4 separate regions of the Zea mays genome follow, and all the other regions are linked to region 3. Evidence: chromatin contacts called from public Hi-C data. All regions are on one chromosome and are shown on one strand. The core of a region is the stretch at or near the end of the contact, and the rest is flanking DNA. Distances in the headings are between cores, read along the strand shown. Region 1 holds the start of LOC103637538 (zinc finger protein ZAT8). Region 2 holds the start of LOC118473182. Region 3 holds the start of LOC103636522 (ABC transporter G family member 16). Region 4 holds the start of LOC118473184.

What was found. A called contact is a pair of places that touch in the nucleus more often than the background predicts.
Region 1: a Hi-C map of leaf shows a contact between it and region 3, with 3 times the contacts expected there. The contact joins the promoter of LOC103637538 here to the promoter of LOC103636522 in region 3. A contact is called at or near these places in 3 of 25 Hi-C or Micro-C datasets (ear, leaf and root tip).
Region 2: a Hi-C map of ear shows a contact between it and region 3, with 3 times the contacts expected there. The contact joins the promoter of LOC118473182 here to the promoter of LOC103636522 in region 3. A contact is called at or near these places in 11 of 25 Hi-C or Micro-C datasets (bundle sheath, ear, endosperm and 3 more) and 1 of 3 datasets of contacts at active chromatin or transcription factors (leaf).
Region 4: a contact with region 3 is called in a Hi-C map of root tip, with 2.3 times the contacts expected there. The contact joins the promoter of LOC118473184 here to the promoter of LOC103636522 in region 3. A contact is called at or near these places in 2 of 25 Hi-C or Micro-C datasets (leaf and root tip).

Annotation. Positions count from the first base shown.
Region 1 is chr8:175,561,435-175,568,809 of Zm-B73-REFERENCE-NAM-5.0, reverse strand. It overlaps LOC103637538 (zinc finger protein ZAT8), which reads left to right and starts at 3,536. Exons shown (of 1, transcript XM_008659704.4): 1 at 3,536-4,565. The coding sequence starts at 3,744. The coding sequence ends at 4,298.
Region 2 is chr8:175,862,572-175,869,583 of Zm-B73-REFERENCE-NAM-5.0, reverse strand. LOC118473182 reads right to left here and starts at 1,484. Exons shown (of 1, transcript XM_035961939.1): 1 at 828-1,484. The coding sequence starts at 1,346. The coding sequence ends at 1,197. It overlaps TRNAE-CUC (transfer RNA glutamic acid (anticodon CUC)), which reads right to left and starts at 3,826; the gene lies at 3,754-3,826.
Region 3 is chr8:175,734,108-175,740,814 of Zm-B73-REFERENCE-NAM-5.0, reverse strand. It overlaps LOC103636522 (ABC transporter G family member 16), which reads left to right and starts at 4,541. Exons shown (of 1, transcript XM_008658865.2): 1 at 4,541-6,707. The coding sequence starts at 4,857. LOC109941449 (a long non-coding RNA gene) reads left to right here. Exons shown (of 4, transcript XR_002264087.2): 2 at 1-474; 3 at 713-986; 4 at 1,066-1,756.
Region 4 is chr8:175,883,933-175,890,802 of Zm-B73-REFERENCE-NAM-5.0, reverse strand. LOC118473184 reads right to left here and starts at 2,968. Exons shown (of 3, transcript XM_035961940.1): 1 at 2,492-2,968; 2 at 2,195-2,368; 3 at 328-2,005. The coding sequence starts at 2,917. The coding sequence ends at 1,685. It overlaps LOC100278921, which reads right to left. Exons shown (of 24, transcript NM_001399251.1): 10 at 6,706-6,756; 11 at 6,534-6,584; 12 at 6,362-6,412; 13 at 6,190-6,240; 14 at 6,019-6,069; 15 at 5,847-5,897; 16 at 5,494-5,544; 17 at 5,322-5,372; 18 at 5,150-5,200; 19 at 4,978-5,028; 20 at 4,806-4,847; 21 at 4,634-4,684; 22 at 4,462-4,512; 23 at 4,290-4,340; 1 more. The coding sequence ends at 3,103.

The DNA.
Region 1 (7,375 bases), core at 2,287-4,786, 170 kb after region 3:
TGGCGCACCGGACTGTCCGGTGTGCCACCGGACAGTGAACAGTACCTGTCCGGTGCACCAGGGAACTCAGACTCAAACTCGCCACCTTCGGGAAAGTCTGGGGCCGGCGCGCTATAATTCACCGGACTGTCCGGTGTACACCGGACAGTGTCCGGTGCTCCAACGGAACGCGGCCTCAGGAACTCGGCAGCCTCGGGATTTCACGAAGACTGCTCCGCTAAAATTCACCGGACTGTCCGGTGTGCACCGGACTGTCCGGTGTGCACCGGACTGTCCGGTGTGCCAGCGGAGCAACGGTCATCTGTGCCCAACGGTCGACTCTGACAGTAAACAGTGCAGAACAGTACACGCGGCAGGAGTCAGAGCAGAGGATCAGAGAGGCACCGGACTGTCCGGTGTGCACCGGACTGTCCGGTGCCACATGAGGACAAAGCCTCCAACGGTCGACCGCTCCAACCCCAACGGATAGGATGACGTGGCTGGGGCACCGGACATGTCCGGTGTGCACCGGACTGTCCGGTGCGCCCATCGCCAGCAGACTTCATCAACGGCTAGTTTTTGGATGGTGGCTATAAATACCACCCCAACCGGCCACTTCAAGGGGTGGGAGTCCAAGCAACATTCCAAGTCATCTAGTTGACATACTCAAGCCCTCCCAACCACATATATTCATTGATACATCCTATACACAAGATCTAGCCCACTACAACCAACACAAGTGCCACAAAAGAGAGAGCGAGCAATTGAGAGCTACTCAATTGAGTTTAGCCCTAGTGCCTTGTGAGATTCATTGAGAGATAGTGTATGCTTCATCTTTGTGTTCATTTGCGCGTGGAGTTTTGACTCCCATTCAAACTTCCTCCAAAGTGTTGGAGGCTTGTAAAAGCTAGCAAGAGACACCAAAGATTGTGGTGGTCCTTGTGGGATCGAGAGTGATCCTTGAGAAGAAGAAGAGCTCGCCGATCCTTGTGTGATCGGGAGAGAGGGAAAGGGTTGAAAAAGACCCGTCCTTAAGTGGACTCCTCAACGGGGACTAGGCCTTCGAGGGCCGAACCTCGGTAAAACAAATCACCCGTGTTCATTGTGCTTTTGCTTGTGATTTGTTTGCTTTCCCTTACTCTAAGTTCTCTTGCACTATTCTTTGCTCATATCATTTGGTGTTGCTTCAAGTTAAAATCTCATTTAAGTGAAGCAACACTCCGCAAGAAAAGAACTTGAGTTAGTGCTCTTTTTCATCTAAGCTTTCTTGCTTTGTTATCATAGAATTATTAGTTGTATTGATTTATCACTTCCGCTTTATTTGAAAGCTATACTCTTTACCAGCAAGAACTTAGTTTTTATACTCCGATAATTGTTCATCTTGTTCTAACCACTAATCAAAGGATCTAGTTGGGGGATAAAGTTTTAATTTTCAGGTTTCGCCTATCCACCCCCCCTCTAGGCGACTTTCAGCCGGCCCGAAGCACGGAAAAAAAGCATGGTCCAGGCACGGCACGACCCGAAATAATTTAGTGCCGGGCCGGCACGGCCCGTTATATCGGGCCGGGTTTGGGCCGAGGTCACGGCCCATGGGCGGGCACGGACACGGCCCGTTTAAGGCAGGCACGAAATGGCCCATATAGAGGCACGAAAAGGCTCATATATTTATTAAAACCACACTTAATTTCACACTTTCATATACTTGATAAAGAACATAAAGCTAGAGATAATGCTAGTTAGATATTTTTTGTAGCTTTGAATTAGAGTGTGTGATGTAATTTTTGCTTTTGTTATGAACATTAGACAATAAACTGAACTTACGAACTTTGTATAGAGCTGATTATACTCTTTTTCCTTCTAACAAATGATTTATAAATGAGGTAGTCATTGCATAGCTGTGGTAACTTTAATTAATACAAATATTAAGTTTGATTTTGTTCAAATTTATTTGTCTTATCTTTTATTTGTTTTATTATTTTTTGAATTTAGGGCTCTAATGTGAATTGTGGGCTAAAAACTGAATTTCGGGCCAAAAATTGAATTTCGGGCCCTAATGTGAATTTCGGGCCAAAAATTGAATTTCGGGCTTTTATAATTTCGGGCCGCCCGAAATGAGCCCGGCAAGTTTAAGCAATTACGGGCCGGGCCGTGGGCCGAAGGCTAGGCCCATGGGCCGGCCCGGCACGGCCCGAAATTCAAACGGGTCGGATCGGCCCGAAATTCAAACAATACGGGCCTTTTTGGGCTTGGGCCGGGCCGGGCCGGGCGGCCCGAATGTACACCTATAGAGAGGAGGCTGTAGATGCGGAACGCGAATTTTTTAGGAGAAAATTGAGGAAGCTGTTGGAATAAGAAAAAACACTAATTTTTACTAATATTTGTTTTAGGGTTAGTTTACACATTCATTTGGACATGCTCTAATGAGGACGTGTACAAGTCCACATCAAAAATCTACTGTACAGACGAAAGCCCAAGTTGACTCGCGTACCAGTGCCTGGCTCTGCTATCGTCCAGAATCCAGATTCTGTGCGTTCTGAGTTCTGACCAAGAAACCTCTCGGACCAGCCAGAGAGGACACTCCCTCCAAGAAATCGCTGCGGGGAATTGTACTCAGCTTCCAGCCCAAGAAAAGCGCACACGACGGTAACCCAGCGAGAAAAAAAACGTCAGCCACACGAAGCTTAAGCTTAAGCTAGCCGAGACCGAGACAGAGACCGAGACCGAGAGGCGAAGGCGAGCCCGGAATTCCGCGTCGACGGCGTCGGCTTTTACAAGTCTATCTGTCAGCTGCCGCGCGCACAGGCCAAGCAAGCGACGGCTCGTCGGCGGCGCCTGTTGCTTGGCCTCTCGCCTGCTTCGCGCATCCGTGCATCACAGCTCACGTCACGTCCGCCGCCGGCCTTTGGATTATTCGTCAAGATATGCACGTGTTACGCGCACGGAATAATGAGTAGTAGTCAATTAGAATGGATAAGCATGTGTACAGGCTTCGTACGAATGTACGCGTGGGTCGCGATGACTCTCGATGATGAACACGCACCCGATCGATCATCTACTAAATTTTACACTATAATTTTTGAATCAAAATCAATTTAAGAGCTTAATCGAATCGTGCGTGCAGAAATTACCACCCCTGTCTATATCTATACGCGAGTGTGCGGAGTGGTATACATGTTGCCTACTACTTCACCAAACTACCAGGGTAAGGAGACGTCACATGCATGAAACGTTCCCGCCCGTGTCCGTTCGCGCAGGATGATCGTCATGGAGAGCCGTCTGAACGAGCGAGTTGTCCGCCGAAAAGCGCCTAATTAACCACGTGTTCCGATCCGATCCGATCCGATCCGATGCGCGCGCGGCGCTGCGGGTGGCGACCAAGTGTGGTGGTATGCACGACGAGTGCGACCGCGTCACGTTTCTTCGTGTCCAAGCCTCTCGTCACCTCCATCCAAGCAGAGCTCAGCTCAGCTGATGGCCTGGCCGACCGGTTCGCAGACGTGAACGCCTCTTCCATTCCCATCACAGTTGAGATACGCCTGCCCCAGTCAGCGCACTGCGCACACACACAAACTCCCACCCACAGGCCACAACCACAAGCAAGCGCGCTCGGCCCGGTTTATACTATTATATTTGAACACGTACGTGCGCGTGAGTGTGGAATTTCAGCTCGCTGCTTAATGATATACTCCTAGCTATATATACACAGTAGTATAATAATATTATAAAGGAGAGGAGAGTCAGCAAACTTCCGTCGATCTCTCTCGATGGTCATGACGCTTACGAGACACGACTCGGGAGAGAGCAAGGAGATGGAGGGCCTCCGTGCGCACTCCGAGGCCGCGCTGCTCACGCTGTCGTCGACGACGACGGGCGGCACCGGCACCGGCACCGGCACCGGCACGGCCGCGGCGGCGGAGGGCGCGTTCGAGTGCAAGACGTGCAGCAAGCGGTTCCCGTCGTTCCAGGCGCTGGGCGGGCACCGCACCAGCCACACGCGGCTGCAGGCGCGGACGCTCGTCGGCGACCCGGCCGAGCGGTACGACGACAGGCCGGCGGCGCGGGTGCACGAGTGCGCCGTCTGCGGCCTCGAGTTCTCCATGGGCCAGGCGCTCGGCGGCCACATGCGCCGCCACAGGGGCGAGGGCCCGCCGCCACCGGCCGCGCACGACGACGACGGCGACGGCCCCGCCCAGCCGGACCGGGACATGCCCGACCTCAACCTGCCGCCGTTGGACGACGACGATGGCAGCCAAGCAGGTTCACGGCAGTCGGGCGGTGGTCGCGGCTCCGGGCCTCAGCTGCTCAACCTGCTCGTATAGCGTGCGTGGCGTGCACAGATTGTGGTTCGGATCGAGATGTAAATGAATCGTGGCTTAGATTTTGGAACCTACTACACGTGAGATGGAATTCTTCGATGACGAGCTTATTTAGTTCCATAGGTTGTTCCTGGTTTTAGTTGGTTTGCTCCTTCGTGTAATGCCTATTGTTCGGTTCAATTCATTTGTTGTGAGTAAAATATACTCTCACATTAGACATTTTAACTCTTGTTTTTTATATATACGTTTAAATGGATGGTAATAAATCTAGTCACATATTTACAATAAATACTCTCTCTGTTTCAATTTATAATTTATTTAACTTTTTATCATAAATTTGACCGACTCTTCTTATTAAAAAATCATAATTATTATAATTTTTTACCGTAGTATTGTTTAGCATATAATATATACTTTAATTTTGACTTTGATTTTTTTATAAAAATTTAAATAAGATGAGTATATTATTTATTGTATGAAACAACTAAAAAGATAAAACGAATTTTGTTCTAGGATGGAGGTATTTGTCAACATGTTATCTAACTGCTTGTTGCGTTAATCACTCGATTGGTTGGTCAACGAAATAAAACTAGAACACCGAATTTTATCCAAAATGAAAGAAGATTATAGCCGTCAGTGCAAACTAGTTGCTCGTGGGGACCATATAGCAAGACAAGAATTCCAATTGGTGGATGGGGACGAAGCTCTCAACTATCTATTATAAATATTTATTCGTACACTCAGAGGGAGTCAATAATTAACTTTGATCCAATCACTAATGACACTATACATGTCCAAAACGGGCCGGCCCTAGGTGCAGCTCGGCGCCCGGCATGCCCAAGCACGCGAAAGGCACGACCCGGCACGACGGCCGGCGTGCCCGTGCCAGCCCGGCCCGGCCCGGTGCACGTGCCGTGCTTGGGCTGCCAAGTGGGCCCGTGGTGCAGGCACGAGCACGGCCCACGTAAGCCGCGGCACGACGCCGGCCCGTTAACCGCGTAAGTAAGGCGTCGTAAGAAAGGAAGCAGCACCACAGAGTTCAAGAAGGACTGAACTATGAACTTATTATCTCTGTTTCTACCTATTTATGTTCTCTATTTCTCTTATCTGTAATATGTTGGACTGTGGACTCAACATTGAACTATGAACTTGTAAATACTTTAAGGAGATGGTTGTACTCTTTTCCTTTCTAGGGTTTTCTCATGAAGTGTGAGTTTTTAACTAGGAAGGTTTTTAATGAGGCAGCATTGCACTAAAACTCCAAACCATTTAAAGACTATTCTGTAGCCTATTTGCCTTGTTTTCTGTTAACTTTGATGAATTATGTGTATTATGTAACTGGGCCCGAGCCCGGCACTGCACCAACCATGCCCCCGGCCCGATTAGCATTAGGTGTGCCGTGCCTGGGCAGGGATTTGGGCCCACGTGCCAGCCCGGCCCGGCCCGTGACACTGTCGTGCCGTGCCTGAGCACGCCACTGTCGTGTCGTGCCCAGCTGTGTCCGTGCCGGGCTGCATGTATAAATGGCACACTCCAACTAAGTTATACCAACAATCAGTTGCTTGCACACCTCTTTACGGGAGAAGACGTGATACATGGGATGCGATGGAACATGACAAAGCACTTCAATATATCCGACGATTTGCTGAAATTCCATCAAAAAAATTGGTAGGGAACTAGGGGGTGATAATAAAAGATGATTATAAGCGTTGTTTGAAGAATTATCCCCTTTTAGCTTCGACTTCGGCTTTATAACTTCGTTACCAAAAGGCAAGGGAACCAAAACATATGAAGTAGCTGCCGCCTGCCGGATTCATATGTCGTAAGCTTTTAAAGCTTCACAAGCCGGATTCATATGTTAGGTAGATATATTACAGAAGTAGCTGCCATTCACCACGGAAAACTTACGTGAATTGTATAGCGAGCAATTGACCGGCGTTATCCTCGTATTAAAATTTGAGATGGCGTACAACAAATTAAGGGAAATGGTCCCTCTGTGCAACAATCCATGCGAATGAAATTTGTTTAGACAAAAAAAAGGGTGCAGATCGATTGCAAAAAGGCAAGGGAACCAAAACATATGAAGTAGCTGCCGCCTGCCGGATTCATATGTCGTAAGCTTTTAAAGCTTCACAAGCCGGATTCATATGTTAGGTAGATATATTACAGAAGTAGCTGCCATTCACCACGGAAAACTTACGTGAATTGTATAGCGAGCAATTGATCGGCGTTATCCTCGTATTAAAATTTGAGATGGCGTACAAAAAATTAAGGGAAATGGTCCCTCTGTGCAACAATCCATGCGAATGAAATTTGTTTAGACAAAAAAAGGGTGCAGATCGATTGCAAAAAAAAAAAGTCTATAGAAATTGTAGGTATGGGTCTTGCCCCACTGTCTCCGACTCTCCGCCACTGACCACTGAGCCAGAGTTGAGAAGGTAGTTGTACTAGTTCCTCAACTGATGTGATGTGATAGTTCGTCCAGACTTGAAGAGAGCCCAAATGCCCAAACCACCTGAAAAGTGGGCCGTTGCAGGTTTCAGGGAATCTGTTCCGGCCCAACTACTGCTACTGGCATTAGCTAACCCTGAGTTTTGCCGTAGGAACTTGTTGCAAGCTGGAACATGGAACCATAAGCTCTTTGTTTGAATGGCACAGCATGCCGCCACGCCGTGCTTCCTCGAGGCTCAGGCGTTGGTGACGGTCTCAACTCGTCACTCAATTTGCCACATCTTCCCCGAGATTGCCACCTTTGCAAGCTAAAAAAAAACACTGTACAGTAGTCGCTAACATCAGTCTGGAAAGAGACTGGTGTGAGAGAAATTGGATCAGGCTTCAGGTTCAGGAGGAGGGAGCTGATCCCATCGTTGGGGACCGTGCTGGTTTGGAGGCAGACAAATTGTAAGGTGAAGCAGTAATAGTAGGGACCGAACTGTCTGGTCAGGCTTCATTTTTTATTTTATTTTTACACTCGATCAAGAACCTCACCTCAGATCAGAGGGGAATGAACTGACGCAATCGAGCATCCAGATTCTACGTATCAAAGAACTGGGGACTGCTGGGAGGAATCTGAGGACGGG
Region 2 (7,012 bases), core at 235-2,734, 130 kb before region 3:
GCTCATGACCACTCTGTTTCATAAGGGCATGCGTTCAGTTAAGGGCAGGAAATGGAGCCAGCCACCACTCAGTTTTCTATACTCAAATTCACAGTAGATACTGCTCAAATTCAGATGAGAAACTGTGAAATCAATTGAGCTCAGGAGAGTTGGACGAACGAATCAGCCAAGGTTCATAAATTATCCGCCAAATCATTAGCCAAATAATGATAACCTATATTGCTCCCATGCTTAAACAGTCGGCTATGACCTTTAGCAGCTAGTTTTTTCTAGAAGCTAAGAAGACTACACCAAGAGATTCTACACATGTATAAATAGAAAAGACGAACCACGTAGTACAATTACCAACTAACAAGGGATAGTCTCAAATACACCAATTTATACATAATATATATCATAAACAGCTGAGTTCAAAGTGAATTATCTTCGCACAACTAGTTCGGTAGTGTTGTTTGGTTTCTCTCCATCCTTTGGGCACGTTCGTTTTCATCTGAATGCGTGTTGATGGGAGGGAATTGGGTCATGCATGTGGTTCCTACGGTCGGGGAATAAATTAAGCTGCGGACTTGTTTTGAGCCATGCATGTGGTTCTCTCATCTCTCTGTTGTTGCTAGTGGGCTGGGTAGTGGGACCTGCGTCACTTGTCTTCTCGCACTCGCGACACTCATCACCACCCGCGCACCTGTCCAGAGTTAGTTGGGGGAGGGGTCACTCGAAGCATCAGTGTTAGTTGGGGAGGGATTAGCCTAGCTTATGCCCTCATGGCAAATAGAAATCAGGCCAAATTGTCATGCCAAATAAAGGCGTAAATGTCGCCCCAGGGCAGGAATCGAATGCTCTGGTGGCGTCTCCTTTTGTTCAAGAGGATACTACATAGAAAAACACAAGATGTTTCCGGACGGTTGTGTTGCTTTCTCGCTCTACGTGCGTGCGTTGCTTCATTCAGGAGGAACAGGGCTCTTAAGCTGCCTGGCGTTTCCGTTCTAGTACGAGCCAGCCAACCAAGAGAGGCGGCTGAAGAAGGTGAGCAAGAGGCCTGCGGAAGGAGAAAGAACAGAGCAAAACCTGACGGCAACACGCTCTTTCTTAAAAGAAGAAGAGGAAGAACAAAAGCACAGACGGCACAGTCCACCAGTCGGCCGACGCATGTCCTCAGCTAACTACTACTCTACTACTGCTACCACGGCACGGCCTATCTATCTCCCGAAGCCGCGGTCCCGGTTCTTGGCGACCGGCGCCGCGAGGCTGCCGAGCAGGGTCCTGGCGATCTGCAGCTTGAGCTGGCCCCTCTTGAGCGGCGGCCGCTTCTCCTTGCCGCAGCCGTTGCAGGGGTACCCGTGCTCCATCGCTCCGATTGCTTGCTTGCTTCCTTCCTTGTTTCCTTCTTGCTTGCTTCCTTCCTCTTGAGCTGGCCCCTCTCTCCGTTGCTTCTCTCTCTCGCTGTCGCTGCTCTGGTCGCGAGCTGGATGGATGGGAGCGTGCAATGCGGACGTGGTTTATATAGCCAGTCTTCACACACGTTGCTTTGGAAGGTGGGAACGCGCCTTCTCCTTTGTTTTCTCCAGAGTAGACCTGGGTGGGGACTGGGGACTTCGCAAATGTTTTGAGCCATGTGCGTAGTCTCTGTCTCTTTTGCAACTTGGGAGCGAGTGGGAGTGGGAGTGGGAGCAGTGCAGGACCACTGGCCACTCTGCAGCGCCACCTCACTGTCTTCTTCGTTGCGCTGCCTTTTTCCTCGTCTCACCCACCATGAAGGGAACAGTGGTGGGCCAGTTAGCAAGGAACAGAGAACCTATTGTTGAGGCACTGCACTGGCCTAGCTGTAGTATTATCACTGAATAAATACGACCCGCTTTTGTTGTAGTTATCTTCGCACTGTTGAGATCTCGATATAAGAAATAGCCAGGTGCTCCTTTGCATCCCTGTAATAAAAAATAGGCAGGTGCTCTTTATATAAGAAATGCAGGCCAATCTGAATCATCGGAAAGGCCACCAAATGTAAAGCATTACCAGTAGTCTCTCTTTTGTTATTATATGCGCAACGTTAGTTTATGAATTAGCTACGCAGAGGTTGTCCCAGTTGCAGAGCATCCTGATCCGTGGGTTGCCCGAGAGGCGTTGTGAGTTTGCATCGGACTCGGATCACCGCCTTACCGGGGCATGTTTTTTTCTATTGGGCGTGTCAGCGCATTCCAGTAGTCTCAAGAGGCACAACGGAGAAGAGGAAAGGAACGTTGTCCCATAAACCATTCACCATTTATTTTCTTTTTTTAACTATCTCCGTCTAAAAAAGATTTCAATGGCGTTTATATAAATTAAACCAAATTAAACATACTAGCGCATAACACTGCTTTGAGATTATATTTTTTTATAGGTCGGATGGAGTACGCATAATGGACGGAAGTGGTGACCGAAAGAATCTGGCGGGCACAAAACAAATCCAGCACCAGCACACGCGACCACTGACAGATCCTGTCCGAAGATAAGAAAGATGGCTTGCACCCAAATAATTGCAGCCCACACGGACCGCGTTGCTGCATGCCTGCATGCCTGCATGGAGGGTCCGGGGGAGCACGGAGCAGTTTGGTCGGGAGAGCGTGGATCACATGGCGAAAATGCGCAGTCAGGGACTCAGGGGTGGTTGATTGGAGGGAGGCTCAGCTGGGTTGCTGGCGGCGGCGCGCCGTAGTGCGTGTGCCGTGTGGGCTGTGGGCATCAGAGCAATGATCCTTTTTTTGGGAGCTTTTAAGGTTTCTGTGCGCATCGGCATCGCACCCATGGCGGGCCCGGTGATAGGTCATACTAGTACTACTACCACTACACAAGCCTACCAGTACCTGGTGTGAGACGGAGCTTTCAGGTGGGCTGCAAAATTGCTAGACCTGTCGTGTCCATATTTCAAAAACTATAAGATGTTAAAAACAATACAAAAGCTTTATACCTATAAAACTTAATTTATCTCATACAGTTTTAATCATACTATTTTTATTTGTACTATATCATGCGTTGTTATTTAATTGATATCTGTAAAACTCTCACGGCACTTTTATCTTGACTGGCCGTATAAAGACGGGGCACGATAGTGCTAGCAGCCTAGCAAGACGTGACACCACTCATTTCTGGTTCACGCGGGACGCATGAGGCACACTGCAGATGCGGCATCACCATGACTACGACACAAAGATGTTCATTTCCGAGTGCCTTTGTGCTTTCAAAGCTCGAAAAGGAAGCGTGGTGAAGTGGCAAGGTGGCAACTGACAACAAGATGCACGGAACATAGATGGAAATATTAGGACTTTGTTAATCTAAGCAGCTGTTGAATCGTATCTGAGTGAGCCCGATTGAAGCCTTCTTAGCCTTCCCTAGTGGCCATCTTAACGGCCATCGGGCTGCCTAAGTAGTCTCGATAATGGGCTTGCACACGAGAGACCTCCGCTATTTATAAGGCACTTGAATCGATCAACCGGCCTTCCTAGTACCAGGCATCATCAGACATCAGGTTAGTACTACAAGCTACAATACAATGCTTGTGTGTTGCTAAAAAATAAAGGTACAAGGCCTGTGTCGGTCACTGTGCCGGCCGACCTACCTCTAGCCCGTATGCCCAGCAGCAACACTCGGTGGTCGTACAGCTGCATCTGCAGCGGAGTGGCCACATCCACGCGAGATTCCCCGTCGCCCGGTCACCTGCAGGCTGCAGCTTGCCATGCCCAACACCATAGAGATTAAAAAAAATGAGAAAATCGAAAAAAATTCCGTTGCCGGGACTTGAACCCGGGTCTTTCGGGTGAGAGCTGAATATCCTGACCAACTAGACTACAACGGAAGTTGTGAGGTACTTCTTAAACCGAATATAAGACAACATTTGTTTAATAATCCAACTGTGTAGAACGATTTGTTTCGTATTTCGCAAGGGAAAGAGGGGGAAAAGGATAGTAGCTCGACTACTAACTCCGTTAGACAAACGTAAAGATCTCCAGTAGATGTAACTGTTGAACTATTGTACTACTAAAGTATTTTCTGCCTGAGCTGTCATTGCATTGCGATTTGCGAGGGTGCTGTTCTGTTTCCTAGAAGGCTCTAGCGTATCATCTTGCACTGGCACAAGCGTCAGAGAACCTGGTGTGTTTTGGGCGCTCTGAGAATTTCCAGGTGCATTCCTGTTTTTTTGGAGGCCTGCCACTTTTTTCTAGGCTGAATATTAGCAGTCACTGACTGGCCGCTCATGTCATTGGACACAGAAGCTGGAAGTAAACCTGGCACATTAGGTTTGCACTTGTTCATAACAAGTGTTTTGAGTGGAACAGTTATGTCCAATGGCAGTAGAACTTCCTCAAGTTCACGCCATTCGTCTTCCTGGTCTCTGTCACCATAAATGGCATTGTACCAGTTGCTTTCACTGTCATACTTGGCCACTTTCCCGACATAATTTTAGTGTCTCAAAAAAACTTCCGCACTCTCCTGAGTTTCTGCGTCATTTTTTTTACTACAGATTGAGAACCAGTTATGAAAATCAGAGGGCAAATCTGGAACGCCATTGATAATGATGGCAGGTTCTCTATCAACTTTGATGATAAATGTGGTTTCTGAATCCAGCTTGCCGTTTCGCCTAGATCAAGTGATCTAATCAACACCCTCTTGAGGATTAGAATGAGATGACAAGTTCCATGGAGATTGGAAACTATCATCATTATGACCTGATGCATTTAGAAAAGCAGGAATAATTGGATTTTCAACGAGACCCCGCCCAAGGTGGATGAATGTCGGGAAATGTTTAAAAGAGAAATGACTCTAATGTGTCACCGAGTTAAACCATAGATAGGAGATAGAATGTTATAAATAAATGCGACACAAATAGGATCAATCACAGAGAAGACACGGATTTAACGTGGAAAACCCCTCCAAAGTGAAGGGGAAAAAACCACGGGCGCCGGCCGGCAACTTCTCACTATTTTTGGGTGGTTACAGATCGCAGGAGATTTACAATAGAGAGATAGATATCTCCTGCGGCTTACAAAGATATTTATAGAGGTGAAACCCTAAAACGATCCGTACCAAGCCTCGCTGCGCTCCGGCCCAAGCCTCCCGGCGACGGGCCTCCGCTTCGCTCGCCAACTTGGCCGTCTTCTTCAGAATTTGGATCACAAACTCAACAAACTCCACCTTGAGACAAATTCCTTGTAGCATCATAATAGCAACCTCCACCTTAAACAAATGCATCATCATCTTGCCGGCGCCAACAGCCACTAAGGGCTAATTTATAATACCAACTAAGTTTGAGCATAGCTCAAACTTAGCAACAGAAACATGCTTCGTCATCATATCAGCTGGATTATTATCAGTACTGATCTTGCATACCTTCACCAACCCTTTATCAATGATATCACGAATGAAGTGATAACGAATATCAATATGTTTGGATTTCTCAGTAATCATCTGATCTTTGGTGAGATGAATGGCACTCTGGCTATCACAATAGATGGTAATGCAAGACTTAATTCCACATAGCTCTGAATATATACCTTTCAACCATAAGGCTTCCTTAGTAACTTCTGCAATTGCCATATACTCAGCTTCTGTGGTAGACAAAGCAACAGTATCCTGTAAACGAGCTTTCCAACTCACAGCACAATCTCCAATAGTAAAGACATAACCTGAAAGAGATCTCCTCCTGTCTAAATCACCACCATAATCTGAATCAACATAGCCAATCAGACCATCTCCAGATTTACCAAAACATAAACAAGCACTAGAAGAACCACGTAGATATCTGAAAATCCACTGAACAGCTTTCCAATGCTCTTTACCAGGATTAGACATGTATCTAGCAACAACGCTCATAGCATGAGACAAATCAGGACGAGAACAAACCATAGCATACATGAGTGACCCAACAGCACTAGAGTATGGAACTTTTGACATATATTCAAGCTCAGCATCAGTTTCAGCACACTGTTTAGCAGACAGTTTAAAATGAGGAGCCAACGGAGTACTCACAAGTTTAGTATTTTGCATGTTGAAACGACGAAGGACCTTCTCAATATAATTCTTCTGGCTCAAGTACAGCAGTCCAGACTTCCTATCCCTGACTATCTCTATGCCAAGGATTTTCTTTGCAGCACCCAGATCCTTCATATCAAATTCGCTACTAAGCTGTGCCTTTAAAGCAGTGATTTCCTTCATGCTCTTGACAGCAATCAACATATCATCAACATATAGCAGCAAATATGTAGGTGATCCATTAACAAATTTTAGATAAATACAACTATCATATTGAGACCTCTGAAAGCCCTTAGAAAGCATAAATGAATCAAACCTCTTATACCATTGTCTGGGAGATTGTTTCAGACCATATAAGGACTTCTTCAACCTGCACACATAGTCTTCTTTTCCAGGAACAATGAACCCCTCTGGCTGGTCCATATAAATGTCCTCCTCCAAATCACCATGTAAGAAAGCAGTTTTCACATCTAACTGTTCAAGCTCATAGTCATGTACAGCAACAAGACTAAGAAAGGTACGAATTGAACTATGCTTGACAACAGGAGAATAGACATCAGAGTAATCAATTCCTGGAATCTGACTAAAACCTTTTGCAACTAGCCTTGCTTTAAAGCGCGGAGGCTCTTTTGGAGTCATACCTTCTTTTCTTTTGAAGATCCATTTGCACTTAATTGCCTTTTTACCAGAAGGCAGCCGAGCTAGTTCCCAAGTGCCATTCTTATCAAGAGACTCCATTTCTTCATGCATAGCACCCATCCACTTTTCACTATCAGTACACAATATAGCTTCTGAATAATTCAATGGTTCCTGAACATTATCAACTTCTTCAGCAACAGCTAAAGCAAAAGCAACATTGCACTCTTGAATTAGTCTTTGGGGCCGAACTATCTGCCTCCTAGTTCGGCCTTCAGCAAGAGACTGGGGATGAGACTCCACAACAAGTGATGAAATTTCAGAAACAGAATTTTCAGCAGGTTCAGCAGATGGTGGAGCATGATCATCAACATCC
Region 3 (6,707 bases), core at 3,292-5,791:
CCACATGACAAATGGCTTCTACATTTTGTATTGGATTTTGTGCCATAACTCACAACCTCAACAGAAATTGATAACGTGATCTATATTGGATTTTGTGCATTATCCAACTTCTCAAAAACCATAGGGAACCAAACATCACGTAACCTGGATTTTGCCACACCAAGGCAAACATCTATGGCATTCTATTTGCAGCATATATATTGTGGCCATGGGCACGCAGCCACTGCTTCAACTCCAGTACCGCCATCTCCATCGACTGGGGCAACTGCAACCGTCCCTGGTTTACTATTGTGTACCTCTGCTGTGGGGAAGAAGGCTCATAGCCATGGGGGCGGACCCACTGGCCCAACTCTAGTGCTGTTGTCTCCGTAGATTGGGGCAACTACAGGCTACAGCCATCCCTAGCAGCTAGCTTCCAGTCGGGTACTGCTGGCATGTCCGGTTGGCGGCCAGGTTCCTCCTTCTACAGCCTCGGTGAGATTGATTCTTCAGTCCATGCTAACTTTCCCTTAACCATATATCTACATTTATATTTTTTCCCTTCAGAATGATTGTCTGTTTTGTGCCATGATAGTGCAATGGTACTTGTAGTCATGTACATGCTATTTTTTTGAGGAATAGGTGATGTACTGAAGATTTTTGTGATTTATCTCAGTATCAAATTTCTAAACTTTAGCAAGGTATGAAATTAACCGAGTCAATGATATTTCAGGTTGTATTCTCTTGGTGGGTTTCTAAGTTATCAACGGTTTCTAAGTTATCTACAACCACCATTTTCTCCATTGAGTCAAGATCCTGAACCATCATCAGAGGATTTCTATTTTGTTGGTAGCAGTCAGAACTTTGGTTCTTTCTCCCCGACACCAGCACCCTTTAGTAAAGGGACTCCACCAGCGATTTCAGCAGCAGGATCTAAGAAAAATGACATTGATGACGACAATGACGTCGAGGTCGACAGGAGTGCCACCCACGATGAAGTTAGATTGGTAACAATTTTCTCGTCTTTCTCTAATTATATTGACTGTTTAGAATGGTACTTAGTTTATTTCTTTGTATATATTTTAGGCAAGTGCTTGGTTGAATCATTCTACCGACCCAATTGATGGCTATGGGCTATGGCAAGAAGAATGATAAATTCTAGGATCAAGTTTTTTTTTGAAAGGGAGGGCAAAAGATTTGCCGCTCCAATATATTAGAAAGGAGATACACTTACAAGACACGCACTCGAAGACAAAGGGAGGAGAAAAGAAAGAAGAAGGACAAAAACAACCGTCTACTGAGCCTAATCACAACTCCGAAACTACCTGGCACAAACTAACTCAAGAAAGCACCCACTAGCTCTTTCACTAAAGAAGCGATCTGCTTTGCATTTTTCTGCTGGTTCCTGAAGATCCTGTTGTTTCTCTCTAACCATAGGCTCCACCAAAAATAGATCAGAAGACCATCGAAATTTCTTCTAGATTGCCTATTACAGAGACCTCTTATATTTCTCCACCAACCATACAACGACACGGAAGCCTGGATTCCTCTCAGGAAGGAACAGTTCCCCAATGTCAATATTTTATCCCACACCTCTCTACTGAAAGGATAATCTTTGCATAAATAAGATACCGTCTCCAACGCTGAGTTACAAAGACAGCAAACTAGGTTGCACTGTCAATGTTTCTTCTGCAGGTTGTTAGCAGTCAGCACCACTTTATTATGTAAAAGAGTCCACGCAAAAAAAATGTTAATTCTAGGATCAAGTTACAGATGACTTCAACAGCACCAGGCCAGTTGACCACAAAAGAAATGTTAATGGACTGAAAATGCATTGGCAAGCTCCTCAAGGCGACAATAAGCCATTTGAACAACTGCTGGTCTTGTGTCCTTCAAAAGCTGGTATAGTGTTCTTAAAAAGCAAGGAAGTTGGATCTCAGATGACCAAATGATGGATGAGGCACTAAAGTTAAATAGAGTAGATGTGAATCAAGTAAGGTGGGCAAAAAATTAGTCCAAAATTACTAGCAAAAATAAAAAATATCTAGATTTTTTTAAAAATAGTAAAACAAATGTATAGTTAGGTTTTGTCAAGGATTATGAGAATGACATAAATCCATCTCTCAAATCTAAACTCCTTCAAAGGTTCAAAGGACAATTCTCTCTTGCTCTCTCTCTCTCTCTCTCTCTCTCTCTCTTTTGCAATTTCTTACCTCCAAATAAGTTCAATAATGACATGAACAGCTATAGTCATGCATGAACAACTGCACGCAACGAAGACGGGTGTTTGTAGGGAGGTTATTTTTGGACCCGTTTTGACTACGAGTACTACATTTGTTAATGAATTTCAGCCACGGTTTCATAACATATTCATCACTGATACTTCTTCTATATTTTTGAGGCGGTTCGGTTATAGAAATCGTTTCTATAGATGATTATATTCATAGAGATGGTTAATAGAACCATCCTTCAAATTTATTTTTTAGCAGAGGTTCGTTAATTACAATGCATTTCGTTAAGGTTGTAGGTGATAATCTACTGTACGCATCTGTTAGAAATATAAGCCGTACCAGTGCCAGAATGCCGGGCAGGGTCAGGCAAGGTGCACCGCGCTGGCGCGGCGTATCCACCGCCCCTCACGCGGCGTGCCACAGCCTGATGCCACGCGCGGCGTATCGTATCCACCCAGTCCCATGCAGGGCCAGATCCTGATGGGCGGGCCGTTCTGCTTGTGGTCCGCCTGATTGGCCGGCGGTGTCCTGTTCCTGTCGGTAGTTAACTTCAGTTTCAGTCCACCCCCCACAGGCCACAGGGGTGCGGGGAAGCAGTGCCCTGCGGGCGGCTACCACGCCGCCGCCGAGAAGAGGCGGACGGCAAGGTTGGCGGGGGGTTCTTGGTTCCGTGCCGCGCGTGGCACAGTGATGGCGTCGCGTGATGCCAGGTCCGAGCGGCTGCGGCGCGGCAGATGAGGCGCGCAAAGGCACCGCCACCCTGCGCCCGAGGCAACGGAACGGAGGGATGGGATGGGGGCCAAAACCAGTTTTTCAACAGACCGACTCGGTCGGACCTGCCTGTGTGGAACGTAGGGACGGACCCGTCTATTCTCATGCCTGCCTCTTGGGGCCTGGGGGAGGGGGAGTGGGGGCTGTGCACTTGTGCAAGCGCATGCGATCGCCGTTGCGAGCCCGAAGCTGGTCGGCATGCATCGTGGGATGAGGATTTATGGATGTCTATGGTTTTCGCTTTCCATTCGTTGCGTTTGCCTCAGGTGACGCGATCACGCAACTATGCAGGAGACTTTTGTACCGCGGTTACGCGTTGCTTTCCGCTTTCCAATGCGGATAAGCGGATGCGCTTTTATAGGCTTTACCGCTTCGTAGCTAGTTTCTGTATATGCGCGTAGCCATTGGCATGTGGGTAGGGAAGTCGAAAACGATCGCCGGTCGGTTAGAAGTTTATCTGACTTTATAATTAATCTACCTGTCGGCGACTAAATACGGTGTTGATAGATATCTGAAGAAATTCAAAATTAAAAACAGTAATTTTCGAAAATAATGTTGTCTTTACAGATATGAAACAATTACGGGGCTCCGGTTACAGAATTTTTGAAAACGGTTTTCATCGCTACCTTGTTACCTTGTTGCGCCTTATTCCGAGCGACATGTACTGGCAACGAAGCCGCCTAAAAATTTATACACCACCAACCCTGCAGGCTGCAATGTTCATTATGTGGGCGGTGCAGTAGAGAACATTCGTTTTTAGCACCTTCGTCAGAGCAAGTTCTTGGCTGCTTTTTACACGGCATATGGATAGGGTAACGACTGAGATGCATACATTTGAAACAGCGAAATGCTCTATAACTTCGTAACCAAATTGGTTTACCATCACGGCACACGGTCCGCCTCATATATACTGCACCTGCTGCCATAAGGTCATCATAATGAGTACTCTTATTCTACTTAATAATATTTATATAAAAACAAATAATCAATGGCAGCCTAGCACCCTGCCACCGTCGTCTTGGGGTTATTTGCTTACCAACTCGGTATCGTATTTCTGACATCTAAACATCCAAATGTACGTGGTCAACAGATGTCGAACCTAACGTTACACTTTTTCTTGTCAACGCGCTTCTATAGAACACTGCCACCGTATGCAACATGTTACGTAAACCAGCAGGTCTAGAAGATCTAGCCGAACTAACTGTACGGTGCAGCTATGCCAAGGCTACGTATTTTAAACATCAAGTGTTGTTTTCGACAAGCTACCGAAACAAGGCATTTTTTTTCTGCATGCTTAGAGCACAGGAACGTGTGGATTGCAACGCCCCCAATGAATGTACATGCACTATTGCATTGCCCAGTGCACGCAAGTTGCTGTTTTCTTCCTAAATCCTCCGTCTCTCGTCACCCACCCAACCTAAATCGCACCGATTCGACGTGGAAGCCAGCAAACCCACCCTCCCCCCGGTCCCCGCTGACCATGCACTCCCCCGCCGGCAGCGGCAACACCACGACCCCGCCCGCGCGTTGGCCACCATCCCGTCTCCTACACACACCATCAGCCCCGCGGACGCCTCTCTCCGACCCCTAGACCGTTTCCTCCTCCCACCATTCTCCCGCCGTGACCACTGACGACAACGCCCCCAAGCGGCCTTCAAGCTTGAGCTCCACGCCTCCCCAAGTCTGCTGCACCTTCTCGTCCTCTCCTGGAAGCCACACTGGACCGAACGACCTACTGGACCCACCACACCCGCCCTCCCTTTACTTAAGCTCGGCTCGCTCGCTTTTGCGCCAGTGAGTGGGCAGAGAAAGTGCAGCCAGCAGCACGTACGTACACCACGGGTTTTCGATCGCGAGGCTGCGTGCTCGCATGCGATGGCGCCCGCCGTGCAGGACCGCCTCCCGTTCCTAGCCTCGCCCCCGCCCGCGCGGGAGAGGGGCCGGAACCCGTCCCTCGCCGAGATGCTCCGCCTCGTCGGCGCCGCCACCGTCGACCCGGCGGACGATGACGGCTCCGCGTCCGCGTTCTCGCTGCCGCTGCCGCACGCCACCACCACGCCCGACCGTGACGCGGTGGCGGGAGTCGCCGGCGCGACGGCCATCGGACGGACCGTGCACTTCCGCCTGGCGTTCAGCAGCCTGACCTACAGCGTCCGCGCCAAGCAGCACGGGCGCGGCGGCCCTGGCCCCGGCCTGCTGCCCCTGCAGCGCCGCTCCGACCGCGTCACCACCAGGGCGCTGCTGGACGGCGTCTCCGGGGACGCGAGGGAGGGCGAGATCCTGGCCGTCATGGGCGCCAGCGGCTCCGGCAAGTCCACGCTCATCGACGCGCTGGCGCACCGCATCTCCCGGGACGCGCTCAAGGGCGCCGTCACGCTCAACGGGGAGCCCCTCACGGGCGCCGTCCTCAAGTCCATCTCCGCGTACGTCATGCAGGACGACCTGCTGTTCCCCATGCTCACCGTCGCCGAGACGCTCTCCTTCGCCGCCGAGTTTCGCCTCCCGCGGGCGCTGTCGCCCGCCAAGAAGCGCGCGCGCGTGCAGGCGCTCATCGACCAGCTCGGCCTCCGCGCCGCGGCCGGCACCATCATCGGCGACGAGGGCCACCGCGGGGTGTCCGGGGGAGAGCGCCGCAGGGTGTCCATCGGCACCGACATCATCCACGACCCCATCCTCCTGTTCCTCGACGAGCCCACGTCGGGGCTCGACTCCACCTCCGCGTTCATGGTCGTCAAGGTGCTCCGCCGCATCGCCGAGAGCGGCAGCATTGTCATCACGTCCATCCACCAGCCGAGCCAGCGCATCCTCGGCCTCCTCGACCGCCTCATCCTGCTCTCCGGTGGCCGCACGGTCTTCAGCGGCCCGCCTTCCGCGCTGCCGTCCTACTTCGCCGAGTTCGGCTTCCCGGTGCCCGACGACGAGAACCGCGCCGAGTTCGCGCTCGACCTGATCCGCGAGCTGGAGTCGTCGCCCACGGGGACCAAGCCGCTCGTCGACTTCCAGCGCACGTGGCAGCTCATGCACGCGCGGACGACGAGCCCTGCGGCTGCCCAAGGGGACGGCGGCTCGGCGATGTCGCTCAAGGAGGCCATCAGCGCGAGCATTTCGCGCGGGAAGCTGGTGTCGGGCTCGGACGTGGCCGGGGAGGCCGCGTCCGTGCGCACCTACGCCAACCCGTTCTGGGTGGAGATGAAGGTGCTGACGAAGCGGTCAGCGATCAACACGCGGCGCATGCCCGAGCTGTTCCTCATACGCCTCGGGGCCGTGGTGGTCACCGGCGCGATCCTCGCCACCGTCTTCTTCCGGCTGGACCAGTCCCCCAAGGGGGCGCAGGAGCGGCTGGGCTTCTTCGCGTTCGCCATGTCCACCATGTACTACACCTGCGCCGACGCGCTGCCGGTGTTCCTCCAGGAGCGCTACGTGTTCCTGCGCGAGACGGCCTACGGCGCGTACCGGCGCGCGTCCTACGTGCTCTCCAACGCACTCGTCTCCTTCCCGCCGCTCGTGGTCCTCTCCCTCGCCTTCGCCCTCACAACCTTCTTCGCCGTCGGGCTCGCGGGCGGCGTGCCCGGGTTCGCCTTCTACACGCTGGCCATCCTGGCGTCGTTCTGGGCGGGCAGCGGCTTCGTCACGTTCCTCTCCGGGGTGATACCGCACGTGATGATCGGCTACACCGTGGTGGTCGCCATCCTCGCCTACTTCCTGCTCTTCAGCGGCTTCTTCATC
Region 4 (6,870 bases), core at 1,719-4,218, 150 kb before region 3:
CACGGACGCCTCGCCCGTGTTCACGACGCCGCGACAGTGATGTCCACACCCGCCCCCCTTTGACTGGATTGCATCGCAATTATAGATGTCCAGAAAGCACGTGGCCCGTTAGCCTGGCACGAAGCACGTTATTTTAGCACGACACGGATTGAAGCGGGCTCGGGCTCAGCCCAGCCCGGATAGCATGCCGAGCCCGACAAACATTTAAGCCCATTGGGCTGGCCCGAGCACGCCCGGTATCTACCGGGCCTTTTAACCGGCCCGTTTAATCTAATACCCTAAAACCTAAATCCCCATTTCCCCACCCACCCCGTCGCCAGCCCACAAGTCCCTGACGGCCCAACGCCCCACAACCCGACGGCTGCCGCGTCCGCGTATGCCCCAACCCGACGGCCCAACGCAAACCCTAACACACTCTCCCACTCTTCCTCCTGGCTCCCTCCTCCCTGCGGCGGCGCGGCACCTCCTCCCTCCTGCGCGACGTGCTAGAGCGGTTCTGGTATGTGTCATGCATCATTTCATCATCAGTCGTGGCGGTGGGTGCAGCAGTCGGCGAGGCGGCCGTGGACGCGCACGACAACGACTGCATCTATCCGCAACATCTATCCGCAAGCTACGATTCTCTGCTTGATCAGCTAGCTAGCTGGTTATTAGCCTGAAACTGAATTGGATCTCGACGTCTTGGCTGATTAAATTAATCCGCTGCACAATTGCTTGCGCGCGCGGTGATCTCGATTGCTCGCTCCCCGATCCTTTCATTCCCAAGGTGAGGCCAGTTTTAATTTGCATGCGGAATTCTTGCCTGTTTCGTCGTCGCTTCCAATTCAAGTTTTGCGTTTGCGGGCTCGGACCAGCACGGGCTACTAAATGGGTCGTGCTATTCGGGCCGGTCCGGCACGATCGGGCCTCCACCGTGCCGTGCTTGGGAAGAGGTATGAGCTCGTCGGCGGCATGGTACGGTTAAGTGGCCGGGCTCAAACGGGCCGGGCTCAAACGAGCTAGACCAAGTCAGGCTCGAGTTGGATCGGGCCGTGCCCCCGTTTGAACATCTATAATCCCAATCGCAGTGCCACCTGCCTGCCAATGCCATCCATCTCCCGCGACACCGGGAGAAGTCGCAGCCCCCACGGGTGAGCAAACTGCCGTGACATGACATGTCCTGTCACTGACGGATCATGTGATACGCGCCATTTTCCAAGTCTTAAAATAAGTGCAGCGCCAGCAGACACGCACAACGACGGAAACTACGACGACTTGTAGCTAGGGCGCAAAACATCCTCAGGCTAGTTCAATCAGCTGATTTGTGGAAGTCACAAGGATCTCACGGAGCACAAGCTGTTCTCAGTGCCAAACGACATTAATTAATTAGAGACGACGGACAGGACGCATGTTTCTGAAGTTTTTTTTCTCTCTCTCTGTTGCGTCATGATGTTTCTGGGCTAAAAGTTTACAAGGCAATCGATCGCATCGTACACAAGGGGAAGGTCAACGACGCCGACCACACCGCACTGCGCCGCGCGCGCACCGGCGCCCCCGCCGATCCAGCGGAGCCTGAGTGGAGTGCTCGCGCGTGCACCGGACACCAACGCCACGTCGCGTCGCGTTCGTCCCATCGCCCCTGGCGCGCTACTCGCCTGGTGACCGGTGACTGGCCTGTAGCCTGCAGCGTGCAGGCGATCGCAGCCTACGAGACCAGGTCGTCGAGGGTCGCCCAGAGCTCGTCGTCATCGTCGAAGCCGACCTGCCGCTGCCGCTGAGCATCGTCGCCGGCCGCGGCGGCGGCGGCCCCGGGTGGCCGCCACCACCACTCGCCGTTGTCGCCATCGTAGCAGCTCCCCGTGGTGCTGTAGACGCTGCCGTTGCCCAGCTCGTCGCGGCTGCTGCCGTACTCGTAGCTGTTGTCGGACGCCTCGCGCTCGTCGGCATCGGCGTCGACCTCGCCGTTCCTTGCGAAGCGGCCCTTCACCCGCGGGCGGCTGTCCGCCAGCGTCTTTCTGCAGGCATACTGCGAGGACCAGCGCGTTGAGGTCGAACGTTAGTTGGCACGAATGGATGCTTGGACACACACACACACACACACAGACAGAGAGAGAGAGAGAGAGAGAGAGAGAGAGAGAGAGAGCGGCGCGCGACAGAGCAAAGCAAATCGGTCATTCGCAGGGGAAGGGAGGGAGATGCTGCGATGGATTATTACAGTGATCTTCTTGTTGAAGTTTCTCTGGTGCCGTTTCACACGGTAGCGCTCGATCCGCTCTTTCCTCTCCACGGCGCTGTACCGGGCGACCTTCTGAGAGAACGTCCCGCCACCCTCGTGGCCGCAGCCGTCGGCCGACGGCACCGGGCGCGGCGGCGACGACCCGTTCATCCCCTGTTCTCATTGCCAGCACAGCACACCAGCGGAGTTTCAGTTTTTTTTTTATTTGTTGCCGTGGATCGGAGTATCGGACGCAGCTCTGAACGGTTGAGATGCACGATGGACGCGACGCAGTACCTGGAGATCGCCGGTGCTGAATACGCGGCGGACGGGGCACGGCGAGGTGAACTCGAAGAGTTCGCCGGAGGAGGAGGACGGGGAGGACGAGAGCGGCGGAAGCGTCGTCGTCAGCTGGTGCGCGGACGGTGAAGACGGCGAGTAGAAGCCACGGCCGCCGAGGGACACGTCGCCCGGCTGGAGGCGCATCGGGAGCGAGTGCGAGCTGACGCTCCTCTGGATGTTGTTGTAGTTGTAGTACGACGACGGAGGCGACGAGAAGGCGCCGACATTGCCGTCGAGGTACCCGCCGGCCGCGGCGCCCCGGGGGTTCTGGGCTGGGACGGGGACGGTGACGGTGACGGGCAGCGGCGCGGAGAAGCTCGCGGCGTGGTTGTGCATGAGAGCGTCGCTGTAGGAGGGGGAGGGGGAGGATCGACGGAACATGGCCTTTGGACGTGGGAAAAGCCTTGGGACTATGAGCCAAGTAGCCAACTCTGATTTATCTAAATATTTAGTGTTTGGTAAGATATCTAAATATTCTTTTCGGTAAGACAAGTTGTTCCTGGTAGAAATATTATTGAAAGCAAGCAAAGAAACATATAAAATTCTTAAACCAAAGAATTATATAATTAAATAGAATGGCACAACTCACATTCTCTTAAAAAAGCGGGTCCAAGGTTATTTACCCCAGTATCTTCTAGTAGGTTAACATCTCTTAGCTGAAAATGAAACACACACAAAATTTTTAAAAAGGTTTGGTATAGATATGATCTCAAGAATAATCTCTTAGAATGAAAAGTTCATATGAAAAGATAACATATGCTACTATAATAATCAAGTCCAACTGGTAAAGTCCAGAATACACAACACACATGAGATGTATATTTTGCTGTAATTTTATAACTACTTTGCTACTATCATAATTAAGACATTTTTAGGGTTACATTCCACATGATTGGTTGGTGCACTAAGGAGCGCCTGGCGCGAGCCAGCCTGGTCGAGCAGAGAAGCTCTCCTCGGATCTCCACGTATGCAGACTGAAGGTGAGAAATGTAATTGGGCTACATGTGCGTGTGCGAGCTCGCATCGTTGCATGCAGGTAACCAATCACAAGCACATACACGGTCAACACATATGGTGAGCTTGGACGCTGCTGGAGCGGCAACCAAACACGCCAATTGAGTACGTGGACACTTATTAAAACAAGTAAAGAATGAGAATGTAATATGAATACAAGTCTGTCGTATCCCCACCCGTTAGCTCAACGCTTTCAGAGCGCGTGTTGCAAAATAAAATGACAAAGCATAGAAAGAGAACATGCACAGACACGTGTCTGGTGTCGTCGTTGCTAGAACTCAGCCCCCTCGCAACCACCCCATCGTGCGGTCAAATCCTAGCGCGAACCCTCAAAACCGTAACTCTAGCTAACGTGTGGTTCAGTAAATTGACGCTACTATCCACATCGAACTGACTTGGGGACGGATTAGGAGCATCGCAATGGTGGCATAGCGACAGGGAGCCGAGATGGGATGTTTGGACCACAAGATGATTACAATTAAATGTAGGGTTTTTTGAAAAAGTGATGACACATAACGGTATAAACTAGTACTTTATATAGTAGATAATAAGAGAAAAAGGCACACTCTATCCGGTTGGGCACACAACCCTTTATTAAGTATCCCCAATGAGGTATTGAGTGCATATAGAGAAAATTGCTGGTGAATAATGCAATAAGTGAAATTCCATGTCATGTTTAGTGAGATGAAATATTCGTTGTAGCGTTGTTTTATTGACAAATTACAACATGATAGATTACCTGTGGAGGTATATCGTCCATCCCTTGGTTGCAAACTCCATGTTGAACAAACTGTAAACAATAAGAGTATGCCAGCGAATAATCCAATAAATGAAATTTTGAGCAGTGTTTATTGAGATGAAATATTTATTGTAGCATTATTTTACTGACAAATGATAACATGATAGATTACCTGCAGTTGCATATCGACCATCCCTTGGTTGCAAACTCCATGTTGAACCAACTGTAAGTAACAAGAGTATGTGAGTGAATAACACAATAAGTGAAATTTTGTGCCATGTTTAGTGAGATGAAATATTCATTATATAATTGTTTTACTGATAAATGATAGAATGATAGATTACCTGTGGCGAAATATCGTCCATCCCTTGGTTGTAAACTCCATGTTGAACCAACTATAAGTAACAAGAGTATGTCAGTGAATAATGCAATAAGTAAAATTTCTAGCCATGTTTAGTAAGATGAAATATTCATTGTAGCTTCGTTTTACTGACAAATGACAGCATGATAGATTACCTGTGGCGGCATATCGTCCATCCCTTGGTTGTAAACTCCATGCTGAACCAAATGTAAGCAACAAGAGTATGTCAGCGAATAATACAATAAGCAAAATTTTGTGCCATGTTAAGTGAGATGAAATATTCATTGTAGCACTATTTTACTGACAAAAGACAATATGATAGACTACCTGTGGCGTTATATTATCCATCTCTTGGTTGTAAACTCCATGTGGAACCAACTGTAAGTAACAAGAGTATGCCGGTGAATAATGCAATAAGTGAAATTCAGTGCCATGTTAAGTGACATGGAATATTTGTTGTAGCATTGTTTCCCTTACAAATGACAACACGATAAACTACCTGTGGCAGCATATCGCTCATCCCTTGGTTGTAAACTCCATGCTGAACCAACTATAGGAAACAAGAGTATGTTAGTGAATAATGCAACAAGTGAAATTTCATGCCATGTTTAGTGAGATGAAATATTCATTGTAGCATTGTTTTATTAACAAATGACAACATGATAGATTACATGTGGCACCATATTGTCCACCTCTTGGTTGTAAACTCCATGTTGGACCAACTGTAAGCAACAAGAGTATGTTAGTGAATAATGCAACAAGTTAAATTTTGTGTCATGTTAAGTGAGATGAAATATCCGTTGTAGCATTGTTTTACTGATAAATGACAACATGATAGATTACATGTGGTGGCATATCGTCCATCTCTTGGTTGTCAACTCCATGTTGAACCAACTGTAAGTAACAAGAGTATGTCAATGAATAATGCAATAAGTGAAATTTCATGCCACGTTAAGTGATATGAAATATTCATTGTAGCATTGTTTCATAGACAAATGACAACGTGATAGATTACATGTGGCACCATATCGTTCATCCTTTGGTTGTAAACTACATGCTGAACCAACTATAAGAAACAAGGGTATCTGGGGTATGTCATTGAATAACGCAATAAGTGGAATTTTGTGCCATGTTTAGTGAGATGTAATGTTTGATGTAGCATTGTTTCACTGACAATTGACAACATGATAGACTACCTGTGGCGGCATATCATCCATTTCTCCATTGTAAAGTCCATGTTGAACCAACTGTAAGTAACAAAAGTATGTTAGTGAATAATACAATAAATGAAATTTCATGCCATGTTTAGTGAGATGAAATATTTGTTGTAGCATTGTTTTATTGACAAATGACAACATGATAGATTACCTGTGGCTGCATATCATTGATCTCTTGGTTGTAAACTCCATGTTGAACCAACTGTAAGTAACAAGAGTATGTCAACGAATAATGCAACAAGTGAAAAAAATTCCATGCTAAGTGAGATGAAATATTCGTTGTAGCATTGTTTTATTGACAAATGACAACATGATATATTACCTGTGGCGGCATATCGTCCATCTCTTGGTTGTGAACTCCATGTTGAACCAACTATAAGTAACAAGAGTATGTGAGTCAATAATGCAATAAGTGAAATTTCGTGCCATGTTAAGTGAGATGAAATATTCGTTGTACCATTGTTTCATAGACAAATGAAAATATGATAGATTACCTGTGGCAGCATATCGCTCATCCCTTGGTTGTAAACTCCGTGCGGAACCAACTATAGGAAACAATAGTGTGTCAGTGAATAATGCAATAAGTGGAATTTTGTGCCATGTTTAATGAGATGTAGTATTAGATGTAGAATTCTTTCACTAACAAACGACAACATGATAGACCACCTGTGGCGTCATATCATCCATCTCTTGGTTGTAACCTCCATGTTGAACCAACTGTAAGTAACAAGAGTATGTGAGTGAATAATGCAAGAAGTGAAATTTTGCGCCATGTTAAGTGAGATGAAATATTTGTTGTAACATTGTTTCATAGACGAATGACAACATGATAGATTACCTGTGGCGACATATCACTCATCCCTTGGTTGTAAACTCCATGTTGAACCAACTGTAAGAAACAAAAGTATGTTAGTGAATAATTCAATAAGTGTGATTTTGTACCATGTTTAGTGTGATGTAATTTCGATGTAGCATTATTTCACTGACAAATGACAACATGATA